Linked DNA regions of Sus scrofa: region 2 is linked to region 1. Evidence: chromatin contacts called from public Hi-C data. All regions are on one chromosome and are shown on one strand. The core of a region is the stretch at or near the end of the contact, and the rest is flanking DNA. Distances in the headings are between cores, read along the strand shown.

Region 1 (7,556 bases), core at 2,070-4,569:
AACACAGAAATGGCCCTATGTCGTGCTTTCTTTTCCATCTTCCGTTTTTCATTGGTATCTCTTGGTTTTCTTTCTGTACCACAGCCCCACCTCCTCCACATCGCCTCTGCTACATATTTTGAGTGTATACTCCATTAGGTTTCCCCTATTCAGATATTTAGGTTTTTCCACACTTTTGCCTCTACGAATTATACTATAAAGAACCTATTCATGCTTACTAGTTTTTCCATATGATGGATTTTTCTTCTAGTTGTTTTTTTTTTGGCTGCGCCCACAGCATGTGGAAATTCCAGTGCCAGGGACTGAACCTGCACCACAGTAATGACAATACCAATCCTTAACCCACTGCACTACCAGAGAACTGAAAGATAGATTCTTAAAAGCAAGAGTTATAAGTCAAAAGAGTACAAACATTTTAGTGATGGAACACCTATTGGCCCATTTTCCAAAACACCTATCAACCCACGTGCAACCTGGTCCCCTTGCCCAGGATGGTTTTCACTGGTATCAAAGAGTTTGTTAAGGATCAAACATCCTGTTAATATCACAATTTAAAAAAAAAAAAAAAGAGGTATCTCATCTCAATCTGCATTTCTTTGATTTGTATCTTTTTTTTGGGGGGGGGGTTAGGGCCACAACTGCGGCACATGGGAGTTCCCAGACTGGGGTTGAATCTGAGCTATAGCTGCCAGCCTATGCCACAACCACAGCAACTCAGGATCCAAGCCACGTCTGCGACCTACACCACAGCTCATGGCAACACTAGATCCATAACCCACTGAGCAAGGCCAGGGATCAAACCCACGTCCTCATGGATACTAGTCAGATTCATTACCGCTGAACCACAATGGGAACTGCCATTTCTTGGATTTACAAAGCTGAACACTGTACTCCTTAAAAAAAATCACCCCATTTTTTTTGTGAACTAACATACATGCAAGGTGTTTTTCAGCTGTCAGAAAAACCCAAGCTAATCTGTTTACCATTTTCCTTTTTGTTGGCACCAGCTAAGTCAAGCCACTTTCACCACAAATGCGCTGTGGTTCAAAATGTCCTTATTTTCTTAGACGTACATACAGAAGAATTTAAGGTTGAAATGATAAGAAAATGGATTCCCTTTAACATCTTAGAGCCACAAGAAAAGAGGGCAGATAAGCAAATCAAGTGCAGCAAAGTGTTAGTAACAGCTGAATCTGGAACATGGGTCTATGGGGTTCATAACACTGTTGTGCTTTTGGGTTTTTGAAAACTCACATAGTCAACAAACCAAACAGTTCATTTATGCTGATGGCTGCAAAATTAAACTACTGGTCTTAGGGGCCATATCGTAAACAGTCGTAAGATTTGCTTAGAAAGACCCGCAGATCCTGCCACTTAGAACAAGAAAGTTTCAGGACAGTTGAGCAGTATCTGTGACACTCCCTCATCTATTACTGTGTAGTGCGGGATGACCACCTGTGGCCCTCAGGTGAGCACACAGAGAACCAGGCACCCAGGACCTGGGAAGCAAAGGCGCATCGGATGCAGCGACTCCACACTCCATGAGATGCTTCACAGAAGGGACGCGGGGAGGGATGTACAGGTGTGACTTCTCTACACTTGCTGCTCGGCTTTCTGAAAACTTAAAACTGGTCTAAAAAAAGTCTATTAATTTTTGTTTAAGTGAAGTTACCTAGAGAAAAGGAAATAAGAATTTTCATTCTCTTTTCATTTTTCGTTTTATTTTTTTCTGCATCTATATTCTCATTTTTCTTCTTTATCACTTCAAGTTTTTTGTAACTTGTCCTGGGTATTAAGCCAGCTCTGAGTTAAGTCCATATATGTGGAGTTTCTGTTATGGCTCAGTGGTAACAAAATTGACTAGTGTCCATGAGGCCTCAAGTTCAATCCCTGGCCCCGCTAAGTGGGTTGGGGATCTGGCGTTGCTGTAAGCTGTGGTGTAGGTGGAAGACTCAGCTCAGATATGGTGTTGTGGCTGTGGCATTGGCAGCAGCTCCAATTCCACTCCTAGTCTAGGAACTTCCATATGTCTCAGGTTCGGGCCTAAAAAGACAAAGGGGAAAAAAAGTCCATATTTGTGGTAGTGATAAAACGTGTGGTTTTCTACTACATATAAAATAGATAAACAAGGTCCTACTGTATGGCACAGGGAACTATGTTCAATATCTTGTAATAATCTATAAAGGAAAATATTCTTAAATAGTATACATATATTTTATATATATAATATATGTATAACTGAATCACTTTGCTGTACACCAGAAAGCAACACAACACTGTAAATAAACTATACTTTTAAAAAGCATGGCAGAGGGGAGATCCCTTTGTGGTGCAAAAGAAACGAACAGGTTCAATCCCTGGCCTCCCTCAGTGGGTGAAGGATCCCGCCTTGCCTGAGCTGTGGTGTAGGTCACAGACGCAGCTCAGCTCCTCCATAGCTATGGCTGTGGTGTAGGCCAGCGGCTGTAGCTGATTCGAACTCTGGCCTGGGAACCTCCATATGCCACTTGCGCAGCCCTAAAAAAAATAAAATAAAATAGATTAAATAAAAAGCATGGTTTTAAGATTAATTTGGGGAGTCCCCTGGGGGCCGTACCCTCGACCCTTGACCACGTTTGAACTGGGCGGATCCACTTATAGGGGGGATTTATTTCAACAAATATACATTCAGCCCCCACAGCTGTGGGCTCCTCACACGTGGATCCAACCAACTGGTGATCGTAAACTTCACAAGCCATGGCTGTTGGTGGATGGGGGATCCGCGGATGCCAGGCGTCTGTGGGACGCCAGCACCTTCAGGTCTAGGAGTCCTCCACGGACAGCGAGGGAGGGCGGAAATCGGCCTTAAGTCACACAGGTAGTAAACCGCCGGGCAGGTGCGCATCCCCTTCTTCCACCCTCCCACTCTCACCCTTGGAGAGTCGGGAACTGTGAGAACCCGCGGGCCGGGGCCGCGGTCTTCTGCACGTTCCGACTGGCGGGTCACCGAGGCCCGCGTGCCCAGGTCCGGCCCCGCGAGTGACAGAGTCACGCGGTGCCCCGGGCGGCGGCTACGCGGCGGGGACCAAAGGACGTGACGTCACTACACGCGGACACTGCGGGGACGGTGGGAGTGATGTCCTGGAGGCCGGACATCAGAGCACGGTCCACGAGGCCACAGGGCCTCCTGCCCTGCCCGCCCGCCCGCCGCCCTCACCTGCGCGCCGCCGCTCGCCAAATGGCGGCCCCCGAGCCCCGCGGCCCCGCGCGCCGCCCCGCAAGCCGCCCGCCACCACAGCCCGGGCGCCCGCCGCGCCACCACCTCGCCGAACGCAGCCATGGGCCGCCACCTGCGCGCACCGCGCACGCCCGGCCCGCCGCGCGGCCAATCATCGGCCAGTGGCGCCTGGGGCACCTGGGAGCTGTAGTCCCATCCAGTATTGGGGGCGGGAAGGGGGCGGGGGTGCTCGCAGGGCATCTCGGGAGCTGTAGTCCCGCTTCGGTCTCTGCCTTACGCGTGTGGGCGTGGTCGTATAACTGGAAGTTTATACCCTTTAACTTTCTCACACTTTTAACCAACTCCTAACCCTCATATCTGGCAGCCACCACTCTTTCTCCTGTTTTCTGGATCTATGAGCTTGGTTATTTTGTTTCTTAGAGTCCGCATGTAAGTGACCTCATACAGTATTTGTTTTCTCTGACTTACTTCATTAAACATAATAACCTAAAGGGCCATCCATCCACGTTGATGCTAAATGCAGCATTTCCTTCTTTTTTGTGGCTGAATAATATTCCATTATATATGTATGTATATGTATACATACATATATAACGTATATATATGTGCGTGTGTGTGTGTGTGTGTGTGTATCTCTTCGTCCATTTATCTTTTTTTTTTCTTGGTAAGAGAGGAGGTAATTTATTGTAATGTGTTACGTTCAGCCACAACTGGGAACAGAACTAGTCCAGAATGTCACAGGTCCAGGACAAAATACTAAAAGGGATCATTTTGCTGTGAGCAAGGTGGGTCTCAAAGTGGCCGAGGGGCTCAGAATGGTGAAAAGTTGTTCTGGATCCACTGAGACAAGTTCTAGACAGAAGGCATGCAGCCCAACAAATTGTACCAGCGTCCCTGGCCTCTGGGCTTTCCTTGTTTCTGCTCCTGCGGCTTCTGCAGATGTACAAGTTTACTCGGACCTCTGCCTCCTCTTTGTTCTTTTGTGCTGCAGCCTCGCATTCGCTTCTTCCTGCACTTTGCTGTCATGGCACAGAGGTTTCTCAGAAGATGGCACTAAGGCCAAGAGCCCATTTATCTATTGATGGATGCTTAGTTTGCTCCCACATCCTGGCTCTTGTAAATGGTGCTGCTATGAACATTGGGTTGCATGTATCTTTTTAAGTTAATGTTTTCATTTTCTTTGGACAAATATCCAGAAGTGGGATTACTGAATTGTACATTAGTTTTATTTTAAATTTTTCTGAGGAATCTCCATACTTTTTTTCACAGCGGCTATACCAGTTTACATTCCCACCAACAGCACACAAAAGTTCTCTGTTCCCCACCAACACTTGCTACTCTTTTTGTAACAGCCAGGGAGAGTGTTATTAAAGAGGGAGAGTTGGGAGTTCCCGTCATGGCACAGTGGTTAACGAATCCGACTAGGAACCATGAGGTTGCAGGTTTGATCCCTGGCCTCGATCAGTGGGTTAAGGATCCGGTGTTGCCGTGAGCTGTGGGGTAGGTTGCAGGCTCGGCTTGGATCCCGCGTTGCTGTGGCTCTGGTATAGGCCGGCAGCTACAGCTCAGGTTCGACCCCTAACCTGGGAACCTCCATATGCTGTGGGCGCGGCCCTAGAAAAGACAAAAAAAAAAAAAAAAAAAAAAAAAAGGAGAGTTGGAGGCACTAGCAGACTATGGCAGGAGCAGAGTAAAGGCCTGGTGGGGGGGGTGGCGCTGAGGGCTCAGAACTTAGTTCCCACCAGAGCTCCCAGCACAAGGTCAGTGCTCTCCTCTGTGTTCCCAGGCCCACCTGTCTCCCCTGCTTGGAAAAGTCAGGCAGAGGACGGGGCCGTGTTAATCCTGGGCTGAGGGTAGTTTGATTCCTGGATGGTCTTGCTTCCCTGGGCCCCATGCAGCAGTGGGGTCCAGTGGGAGAGGGTGGAAGGGTGATTGCTGCCCCCCGGGCCTGTCTATGAGTTCCACAAATTTCTTCCATAAGTAGATGAACTCAGGGAGCCGCCTGGTCACACTGACGAGTCCCCATCACAGCCCCGTTCCTGCTCAGATGCTCCCAGCTCCCCTGACCACCAGTGTGTCTTGTCGTTGCCATGTCCTCCTGTCCCTTCCCGTGTCCATCCTCACCACCCGCACCAGGACGCCAGCCAAGAGAGGCAGGTGGCCTGGGCATGGGAGGCTTGGCCGTCTTGAGGGCCGAGCTGTCCTCTCCAGGCCCGGAGACTTGGGAAGTGGGAACAGCGCAGCCTGGCAAACCACCCCATCCCCTCTGCCTGCGCTGTCCATCTGTCCAGTGTGATCTCTGAGGGGAAAGAACCATAAAAGTCAGGGAGGGAGTGATGGGAGAGAAGAAGGCAGGACCGGGGGAGAGGAGAGAAAAGGAAGAGGCAGGATTGATCAAGAAATCTTTCAAACCCCAGCAGGGAGAGGAGTGGGAAAAAAAGGAGGAGGAAGGAGACGGTGGAGGAGGGCGGTTCTAAGCATTTTGGAAGCGGGTAGTGTCCAAGTGAGTCCCTGGGCTGGGTGCTTAAGGAATCCACCTGTCCCTGCTCAAAGCCTGGTGGCCCTTCCTTGACCTCTGCTCCCAGCCCTTCTGAGCACTTCAAGGCTCCCTGGGGCAGGTCCCCAGGCCACACTGCACGTCCAGGTCTAGGCAGTGCCAGGATCCCCCCAGCATGGCTCCTTGCCCACCCCTCCCCTGCAGAGTCCCCAGGGAACAGGGAGCAGTTGTCACTGCAGCTCCACCCTCCAGCCTCCTGCCACTGGCCCCCAGGGAGCCTCTGAGCAGAACCAGGGGCCCGACCTGTCAGCTCAGCCTTGGCCAGCCAGCTCCTGCAGCCCCCCAGCCTCACAAGGAGGGGGCGGCAAGGGGGGCCAGGCAGGAGGGGAGGTTCCTGGGAAGTCTGACTGTCCTCCCGGGAGGAGTTGCCCCTCCCAGGCCATAACCATGGGACCTGGCAGCTGCCCTGCGTCTCCAGCTCTGGAGGGCACAGCTGAGCGCAGCCACCCTTCACCGGTGCGGGAGTGTGCTGGCGGGACTCAGAAACAGTCCTGGGAAAGACTCGAGGTCCAGCCACCTCTTTACAGGCTATGAGGGCCAAGGAGGCGGTAAGGAATTCCGTGGGAGGCAGTCACTTCCAGACCGGGAGGGCCCTGCAGGACAGATGACTTGTTCCCTCACCAAATAAATTTGAAGAAACAGAAGAAAACAAAGGAGACGTTAAAAAAAAAAAAAAAAAAAAGAGCAGTGATGGATCCTGCAGAGGTGCTGGACTCAGTGACACCTGCTCTCCACCAGGACAGGCCTTCCGTCGAGTCCTCGCCCACCATGGCTTTCCTGATAAGATGAACTCAAGTTTGGGGTTTTTTTGTTTTTTTTTTTTTGCTATTTCTTGGGCCGCTCCCGCGGCATATGGAGGTTCCCAGGCTAGGGGTCCAATCGGAGCTATAGCCACCATCCTACGCCAGAGCCACAGCAACGCGGGATCCGAGCCGCGTCTGCAATCTACACCACAGCTCACGGCAACACCGGATCATTAACCCACTGAGCAAGGGCAGGGACCGAACCCGCAACCTCATGGTTCCTAGTCGGATTCGTTAACCACTGCGCCACGACAGGAACTCCTCAAGTTTGGTTTTAACTCAGAGGATGACACCTTCCCCTCCAGCCACCTTCCTGTTGCCTTCCCGGACCACAGATTCTCACTGCCAGGTAAACCTTCCAAGAGCAGAAAAGAACGGGACTCTCAGAAAAAGCCACTAAGAAAACACCCAACCCAACACCCACAGTGATAAAATTAGGCCCAGAGGCCATGTGAGCCACTGGACAAGGGTCAGAGCACCAGCCAAGGTGGCAGAGGCCCCAGGCTGGCGCTCAGTCTTCTGGGACCAGCACTGTTCCCTTTCCCACATTGACCTCCCTAAATGCAACCCCACCCAACCCCTCATCTCCCAGGGTCTCCCAGTCTGCTGGGCAGAATCCTCTGGAATGGGAGCTCACAGCCCTGCTGCCTTCTTCCGAGGGCTCTGGCCTCATTCTCCTTCGCTCTAGGCAGCTGTGTCACAGTTGGCCTGGGGTGCGTTATTCCGGGTGAAGAAAGGCAGGCTTTTCTGGAAGAGGGCTGTGATCTCAGATACAGCTTCCAGCATAAGGGGAGGGTTGGGGGCGCAGAGGACCGAGGGGGTAGGCAGAGGCCATTCCCGGAGCTCACAGGCTGACAGACGCACTGACCCCTCACCTTCCAACCCCTTTCTGAGCAGACAGTGTTGCAGGAAGCTCTTGTCTACAGAAAATTTTCTAGGTCCTTATTTTTTTCATCAAAATATTTACATATATTTTTTC
Region 2 (7,556 bases), core at 1,746-4,245, 200 kb after region 1:
TAACCCACTGAGTGAGGCCAGGGATCAAACCTACACCTTTCTAGTGACCAGAGCCGCTGCAGTTGGATTTGTAACCCACTGTACCACATCAGGCATTCCTGTATCCCACAACTTTTGATGTACGGTGGTTTCATTATCTTTCAAAACATGTTCTAATTTATATTGTCATTTCTTTTTATGATCCATGGGTTATTGAAAGTGTTATTAATGAGTTCCCCTGGGCACAGCTTGTTAATGATCTGGTGTTGTCACTGCTGTGGCTTGGGTTGCTGCTGTGGCGCAGGTTCAGTTCTTAGCCCAGAAAATTCCACATGCCATGAGTTTACCCCCACCTCCCCCCCAAAATAAAACAAACAAAAACCTAATAATTCTAAGCCTGGTGATGAAAAAATCTTCTTAAAAAAGTATACAGGAGTTCCTTTTGTGGTGAAGTGGGAGAAGCACTAGGACACAGGTTTGATTGCCAGCCCGGCACAGTGGGTTAAAGGAGTCAGTGTGGCTGCAGCTGTGGTATAGGCCAGAAACTGGCTCAAATCTGATCCTTGGCCTGGAAACTCCATATGCTGCAGGGCAGCCAAAAATGGTCCCCCCAAAAATGTTTTTCAAAGTATGCAAACTAGACATTTTTAAAAGTGTATGTATTAATTTAATTTCTGGTTATCTTAGTAATTTTCAATTTAATTCCATATGTTCAGATAATGTGTTTTATGAAACTTCAGTCTGCTGAAGCTTATTGAGACTTATATCCCAGCATATGGTTTACATTGGTGAACAGTTCATATGCACTTAGAAAGGCTATATATTCTGTGGTTTTTATGCATAGTATTCTGCAAATGTCAGGTCAGGTTGGTAGTAGTTTTGAGATCTTTGTCCTCCTTGATTCTTTTTTTTTTTTTTTTTTTTTTTTTACGACCACACCTGCAGCCTATGGAAGTTCCCAGGCTAGGGGTTGATTTAGTGCTGCAGCTGCTGGCCTGTGTCAAGCAGCAGCAGATCCGAGCTGATGTATTTCTTCTATAGGCTTATTTGGGGGGGGTGTGCGCGTGTGTGCATGCATGATTCTAGGACCAGCAATATGCGTCCTTATATTATCAGAAGGTCTTCAGGATTCTTATTGTACCTTAAACTGGAAACTCCATCATGGTACAGCAGAAACAAATCTGACTAGGAACCATGAGGTTGTAGGATGGATCCCTGGCCTCGCTCAGTGGGTTAAGGATCCGGCATTGCTGTGAGCTGTGGTGTAGGTTGCAGATGCAGCTCAGATTTGGTATTGCTGTGGCTCTGGTATAGGCTGGCACCTGTAGCTTCTATTAGACCCCTAGCCTGGGAACCTCCATATGCAGCAAGAACGGCCCTAAAAAGCAAACAAATAAACAAACAAACAAAAAAAAACCCTGACACTCCAGACCCTTCAGTTCTTACAAATAGTATTTATGGTCCCATTTGGCTTCCATTAAAAAAGTTCTTTATCTTTTTAAAGATTATTATATGTTTATTTCCAGATGACTAATAATACTCTTCTTTGTTACCCAACATAAACACTCATGTACAGAAGTAAAATCTGTGTTATATAGATATTTCCCTGCTAAAAGGTTTTTGTTTGTTTGTTTTGTTTTTTGCTTTTTAGGACCACACCTGCAGCATGTGGAAGTTCCCAGGCTAGGGGTCGAATCGGAGCTGCAGCTGCCAGCCTACGCCACAGCCATAGCAACATGGGATCCAAGCTGCATCTTCGACCTATACCACAGAGCATGGCAGTGCCAGATCCCTGACCTTGAGCAAGGCCAGGCATGGAACTCGCACCCTCATGGATACTAGTCGAATTTGTTCCTCTGCACCACAGCAGGAACTCCCAAAAGATATATTTTTATATATCTTAGTCATATTTTTTTTAATTTGAAATTGTCATGATTTTTTTACTTATCCTGCTATCAGGTTGATTTCAGAATATGTTGGGCATGGCAGCCACTATATAGTCTTACAGAAGAGATAGTCTATAATCATTTTGGTCTTATTCTTTTCATGATGTTTAGCAGTAATGTCTTATAAGATGTTCTCAGAGCCTTTTACCTGTTGATTCACTCTTTATCTCAGTCCACTACTCCTGTTAAATGGGGCCTCACTGCACATGTGTATTTCATCTGCTCCACAAGTAGCTATATCACATGGGAGAATATAATTTAGTCTCCACTGTGGCGCCTGTGGTGCTCCCTGCACATGGACACCAGGGACTCTTTCTTTCATGTCTCTGAACTCATGCAGGAGCCTTCTTTCTACTTGTGATCTTTAAGTCTGCTTCCTTGCGTTATCGAGAGTTCTGCCAGCTCCAGCGAGTTCCCATCGGCCTGCTCCACAAGAGGTATACTGACCCCTGGGAACCCTGGGTCTCACAGTCAAGCTTGTTCTGTCTGAAGCAAACCAAGAAATTCTTTTTTTTTTTTTTTTTTTTTGTCTTTTGTTGTTGTTGTTGTTGCTATTTCTTGGGCCGCTCCCGCGGCATATGGAGGTTCCCAGGCTAGGGGTCGAATCAGAGCTGTAGCCACCGGCCTACGCCAGAGCCACAGCAACGCAGGATCCGAGCCGCGTCTGCAACCTACACCACAGCTCACGGCAACGCCGGATCGTTAACCCACTGAGCGAGGCCAGGGATCGAACCCGCAACCTCATGGTTCCTAGTCGGATTCGTTAACCACTGCGCCGCGACGGGAACTCCAAACCAAGAAATTCTCTGCTGAGTTTCTAAGAAATGCCGACTCTGGGAATGTGGAAAGATGGTGTTCCCTCTCTCCGACCTGCTCACGTTATTCAGAGCCTCAAGTTCATTTCATCTTTTTGTTCCCATGTTCTACTGAAAGGATGACTTAACTCGAGTAACTTCAGAAAGGGGAGAGGTGTTGAGTCATTAAGAGAATTGCTCGGAGCTGAGTGTATGACTAAGTCAGTGAATGTTCCAGGCAGTCTAGTCTGGGAAATTTGAAAGGTTGCATCAGGTTTAGCAGCTCTGTCCAGCTCTAGTCCCAGCCCTGGTCCTGGCCCTTACTCATCTGAGCAGCTCACAGAATTGTGTGTATTCACTTTTCTGAGGGGGAGAGCTGAGTTTATCAGATTCCAAATGAGTTTTGCTTCCTACAGAAGATTAAGAGCTAGTAAGTAGAAAGTATTTGCCCAGTTTTTTGGCCTGCTGAGCCCTTTTGTCTCAAATGACCTTGGCCACTTTGCCCTCAAAATTTTTTTTTCTTTTCTTTCTTTTTTTTTTTTTTTTCTTCTTTTATTTTTTTCTCTTTTGTCTTTTGCCTTTTTAGGGCTGCACTGGTGGCATGGGAGGTTCCCAGGCTAGGGGTCTAATCGGAGCTGTAGCCTCCAGCCTACACCAGAGCCACAGCAATATGGGATCCAAGCTGAGTCTGCAACCTACACCACAGCTCACGGCAATGCTGGATCCTTAACCCACTGAAGCCAGGGATTGAACCTGCAACCTCATGGTTCCTAGTTGGATTTGTTTCTGCTGCAGCATGACGGGAACTCCAAATTTCTGACCTTTAAGAGAAAGATTTGTAGGGGGGTTATCTTCATTACGTGGGAAGCAAGTGCTTGAATCGTTAAGTCCTTTAGCATCTGTTGGGGGAGTGGTGTTTAGAGGGCATATGGAATTTCTGTTTTAGCAAAAGTGATGTCATCAGAACTGAGTAGATGATAGGACATGGGGGAGGGAAGGTTGGGCGTGCAGCTCTGAGACATTGTTCACAGGGCTGGGGTGCTTGTGCTTCATCGCCTCCTGCTATCCTCGAAGTGACCACATTTCACTTTACTGCAGGAAAAACACGCCTGTCTCTTAGGGTACTTGGTGTGCACGAGATGTTCTAGAAGCTGCATGTCGTCTTCATACTCCTGTATGGAAAAGCACCCTGTTTTATTTCAAGTTCTCATTGTTATACAGTGGGACCTCATTGCTTATCCATTCTAAATGCAATAATTTGCATCTACTAACCCCAAACTCCCAGTCCCGCCCCTCCCCCTTGGCAACAAGTGTGTTCTCTATGTCTGTGAGTCTGTTTCTGTTTTGTAGACAGTTTCATTTGTGCCATGTTTTAGATTCCACATATAATGATATAATGAGGAGTTCCTGTTGTGGCGCAGCAGAAATGAATCTGACTAGGAATCATGAGGTTGCGGGTTCGCCCTGGCACTGCTCAGTGGGTTAAGGATCTGGCGTTGCCGTGAGCTGTGGTGTAGGTCACAGACGCGGCTCGGATCCGGCATTGCTGTGGCTGTGTTGTAGGCCAACAGCTGCAGCTATTATGATTAGACCTCTAGCTTGGGAGCCTCCATATGCCGTAGGTACAGCCCTAAAAAAGCAAAAAAAAAAGAAAAAGAAAAATCGTGGGAATTTTTTTTTTTTTTTTTTTTTTTTTTTTTTTTTTTGCCTTTTCTAGGGCCGCATCTGCAGCATGTGGAGCTTCCCAGGCTAGGGGTCTGAATGGAGCTGTAGCCGCCGGCCTACACCACAGCCACAGCAACGTGGGATCTGAGCCGCGTCTCCGACCTGTATCACAGCTCATGCCAACACCAGATCCTTAACCCACTGAGCAGTGCCAGGGATCGAACCCTCAACCTCATGGTTCCTAGTCAGATTCGTTAACCACTGTACTACGACGGGAGCTGAGAAAAATATTTTTAAATCAAACAGATGAAATTATATGCAGATTCTGTCATGGATTAGATATAGAATAACTATCTCTCAATTAAATAGCATTTTATTATACTATATACAAGGCATATTTAGGTACAACTAGAAATTTAAGTCATAAGCCTGTCCTAAATGTTTTCTATAGAAAAATTACCTCAGGTTTAGAGTACGGTGTTTGGTACCGTGTAATAGCCCACGAAAGCATAGTTAGGTGTGCACAATAGAGTAGCCGCTTACATTCTGCAGCAGGTTCTTCCACCATGGTGTGGGGTTTTTTTTTTGTTTTTTTTTTTTTTTTGGTTTTTTTGGCTCACCCATGGCATGTGGAAGTCCCCAGGCCCGGGACCGAACCCACACCTCAGCAGCCGCTGCAGAGATGATGCCAGATCCTTAACCCACTGCACCATGTCAGGAACTCCTCCACCTGTGCATCATAACCTGAAATAGAAAAGGACTGAGCCAGGCAGACATGGGATTCTTTTCATTGCCTGGGTGTCCCCCCGGGGTCCGTAGGATCTTCAGTTGTATGAGAGGAGCTAAGGTGTGGCCTCAGTTTCGGTCTCTCCTACTGATGACTGTGACTTTCTGCTATTTCACCAGAGTGTGCAGTCTGTGGTTTAATGTAAAGCAACCTGTTCTTTGAGAAATCTTCTTACATATAGATGGTGTTGGGTCTTGATGGTTTCAGGTGCAAGGAGGTGACGTCATAAAATGGCGCTTCCTCCAGGGCCCCCAGTGTCCCCCTGGCCTTCCTGTGACTTTGAGTTCTGCTGCTGTGGAAGATGCACAGCATTTGCCCCTCTCTGTTTTGTATTCATGGATCTCTGTCCTTGGGGCCTGGGATAGGCCTCAGACATTCCACAGCTACCTGGAGGACATCATCAACTACCGCTGGGAGCTGGAGGAAGGAAGCCCAACCCGCTGAGGGAAGCCCGTTTCCAAGACCTGCCTCTGCGCACCCGCGTGGAGATCCTTCACCGCCTCTGTGATTACCGGTTGGATGCTGATGATGTCTTCGATCTTCTCAAGGTGTGTAGCTGTCAGGCGGCCCTCTCTTTTGAGCAAAAATTAGGAGAAGCCAGTGTTAGGATAGTGGCTGGTTTGGGGACTCCTGTTGATCATAACAGTGTATATACAGTCATGACCACTGTCACTATGGGAATCCATGCCGTGCTCTCGTGACAATATCTTATTCTCTTGTAGTTTCATCTCTCTTTTGGTTTGTCTGCCTTTCTGTGTACTGATTCCCCGCTGATACAGGACTGACCATAGGCTCCTGTTTTCTTTGTCACCAGCCAAAATGCAATCACATTAGTCACTGGTTTTATGTCCTGAGCTTTATTTTTTTTTTTTTTTTTTTTTTTTTGGCTGCTCCGTGGCATATGGAGTTCCCAGGCCAGGGATCAGATCTGAGCCACAGTTTCCGCTTAAATGGTAGCTGAGACAATGCTGAATCCTTAACCCACTGTGCCGGGTTGGGGATTGAGCCTGTGTCCCAGCGCTCCCAAGATGCCACCGATCCCAGTGCACCACAGCGGGAACTCCTGAGGTCTGAAATGTGACTTGGCAAAAATGAAATATTTATAAGAATTCCCAAGGACTTTGACCTACCCCCCACACACACACCCCGCACACATGCACACCCTTTACAGAAGTGCACTGGGCAAGGGGTGTGGACCCCTTATCTTGTCTCGGGAGGAGGGTACGGGCCTTTGCTTTTCACCCACCAGGAGTCAGTCCAGATTTGTGATGTCTCGGTTCTCTCTGCTTGAATGACTACATGCAGCTCAGGGCCCTCTCTGCTGAGGTCTCAGGGCTTGGGTTGAGGGGTGAGGGGGTGGCCAATCTAGCCACCTCAGACCTAGCGATGGCGGGTGAAGCTGCCACAACCTCAAGTGCTGCTCTGTTGGAGTTTGTTCCTCTGGGGGCACACACCTGGGATACCTGTCCAGACCAAATAAGTCATACATTCATCAGAAATCCTTTTGGTTCATCTGTTTTTTTGGTGAAGTGGGGCAATAATGGGCATAGGGAGCATTTGAAATACATCCATATCCTGTTCTTAAGAAAGGCACCTTCTTCCCCTTCTGTGTTTTGTGTGCCCTGATTGAAAATTATATAAGATTTTTGGGTATTTTAAATATGAGCTATATCTAAGGGTAAATGTAAAATCTTCAGTTCAGTTTTCTTCTGCTTAGCTTTGTTCCCTGTTTCCCCAAACCTTTTTTCCCGGTTCTACTTAGGGTCTGGATGCAGACAGTCTCCGTGTGGAACCATTGGGCGAGGACAATTCTGGGGCCCTCTACTGGTATTTTTATGGAACACGAATGTACAAGGAGGACCCCGTGCAAGGAAAATCCAATGGCGAGCTCTCTTTGAGCAGGTACCTTCTTCAAGGTCAGGGCTGCCATAGCTAGCCACTGTACCTGAAATCACTAAAATTAAATACATCAGATTTCTGCAGCACAGGAGTTCCCTGGTGGTGCAGTAGGTTAAGGATCCGTCGTTACCGCAGTGGTTTGGGTGGCTGCTATGATGCAGGTTTGATCCCTGGCCTGTGAACTTTTGCATGCTGTAGGGACCGCCAAAACCATAAACAGTGAATTCTGCAGCACAAATTTTTTTTCTCTTATGAAAGAATTAGCTGTAGCAGCATCCCTACAAAAGATGGCAAGAAATATTTCCTACTAAAGTAAAAAGGTTTCCTCTATAGCTCAGCTCCCTACACTCCCTACTCTGCAGACCTTGTGGCAGCCCCTTCTCAGGGGCAACACAGCACTCCCCAGGCACCTGCCCAGTCCAATTTGGTTCTGGAGAGCGGATGGTCTGCCCATCAGTACAGGTGGTGCCTCCCAAATAGGGGCCT

Evidence for each region. Hi-C and Micro-C count contacts between places; a contact is called where the count stands out from the background.
Region 2: a Hi-C map of embryonic fibroblasts shows a contact between it and region 1, with 2.4 times the contacts expected there. The contact joins the enhancer-like site here to the promoter of HDHD5 in region 1. A contact is called at or near these places in 2 of 5 promoter capture datasets (fetal liver and liver), 23 of 47 Hi-C or Micro-C datasets (adipose tissue, alveolar macrophages, brain and 13 more) and 1 of 2 datasets of contacts at active chromatin or transcription factors (skeletal muscle).

The regions. Positions count from the first base shown.
Region 1 is chr5:69,509,240-69,516,795 of Sscrofa11.1, forward strand. It overlaps HDHD5 (cat eye syndrome critical region protein 5), which reads right to left and starts at 3,320. Exons shown (of 10, transcript XM_021092501.1): 1 at 3,197-3,320. The coding sequence starts at 3,319.
Region 2 is chr5:69,707,811-69,715,366 of Sscrofa11.1, forward strand. LOC100737051 (cat eye syndrome critical region protein 2) reads left to right here. Exons shown (of 19, transcript XM_021092503.1): 3 at 5,537-5,598; 4 at 5,601-5,719; 5 at 6,934-7,073. Among named protein-coding and RNA genes, the nearest start is that of ATP6V1E1, 60 kb to the right of the region's middle. Within about 2 kb of position 2,996, at least 8 of the 83 cell types and tissues checked have an H3K27ac peak or open chromatin away from gene starts, as enhancers often do. A contact at or near this core is called in alveolar macrophages and embryonic fibroblasts, where this site is marked.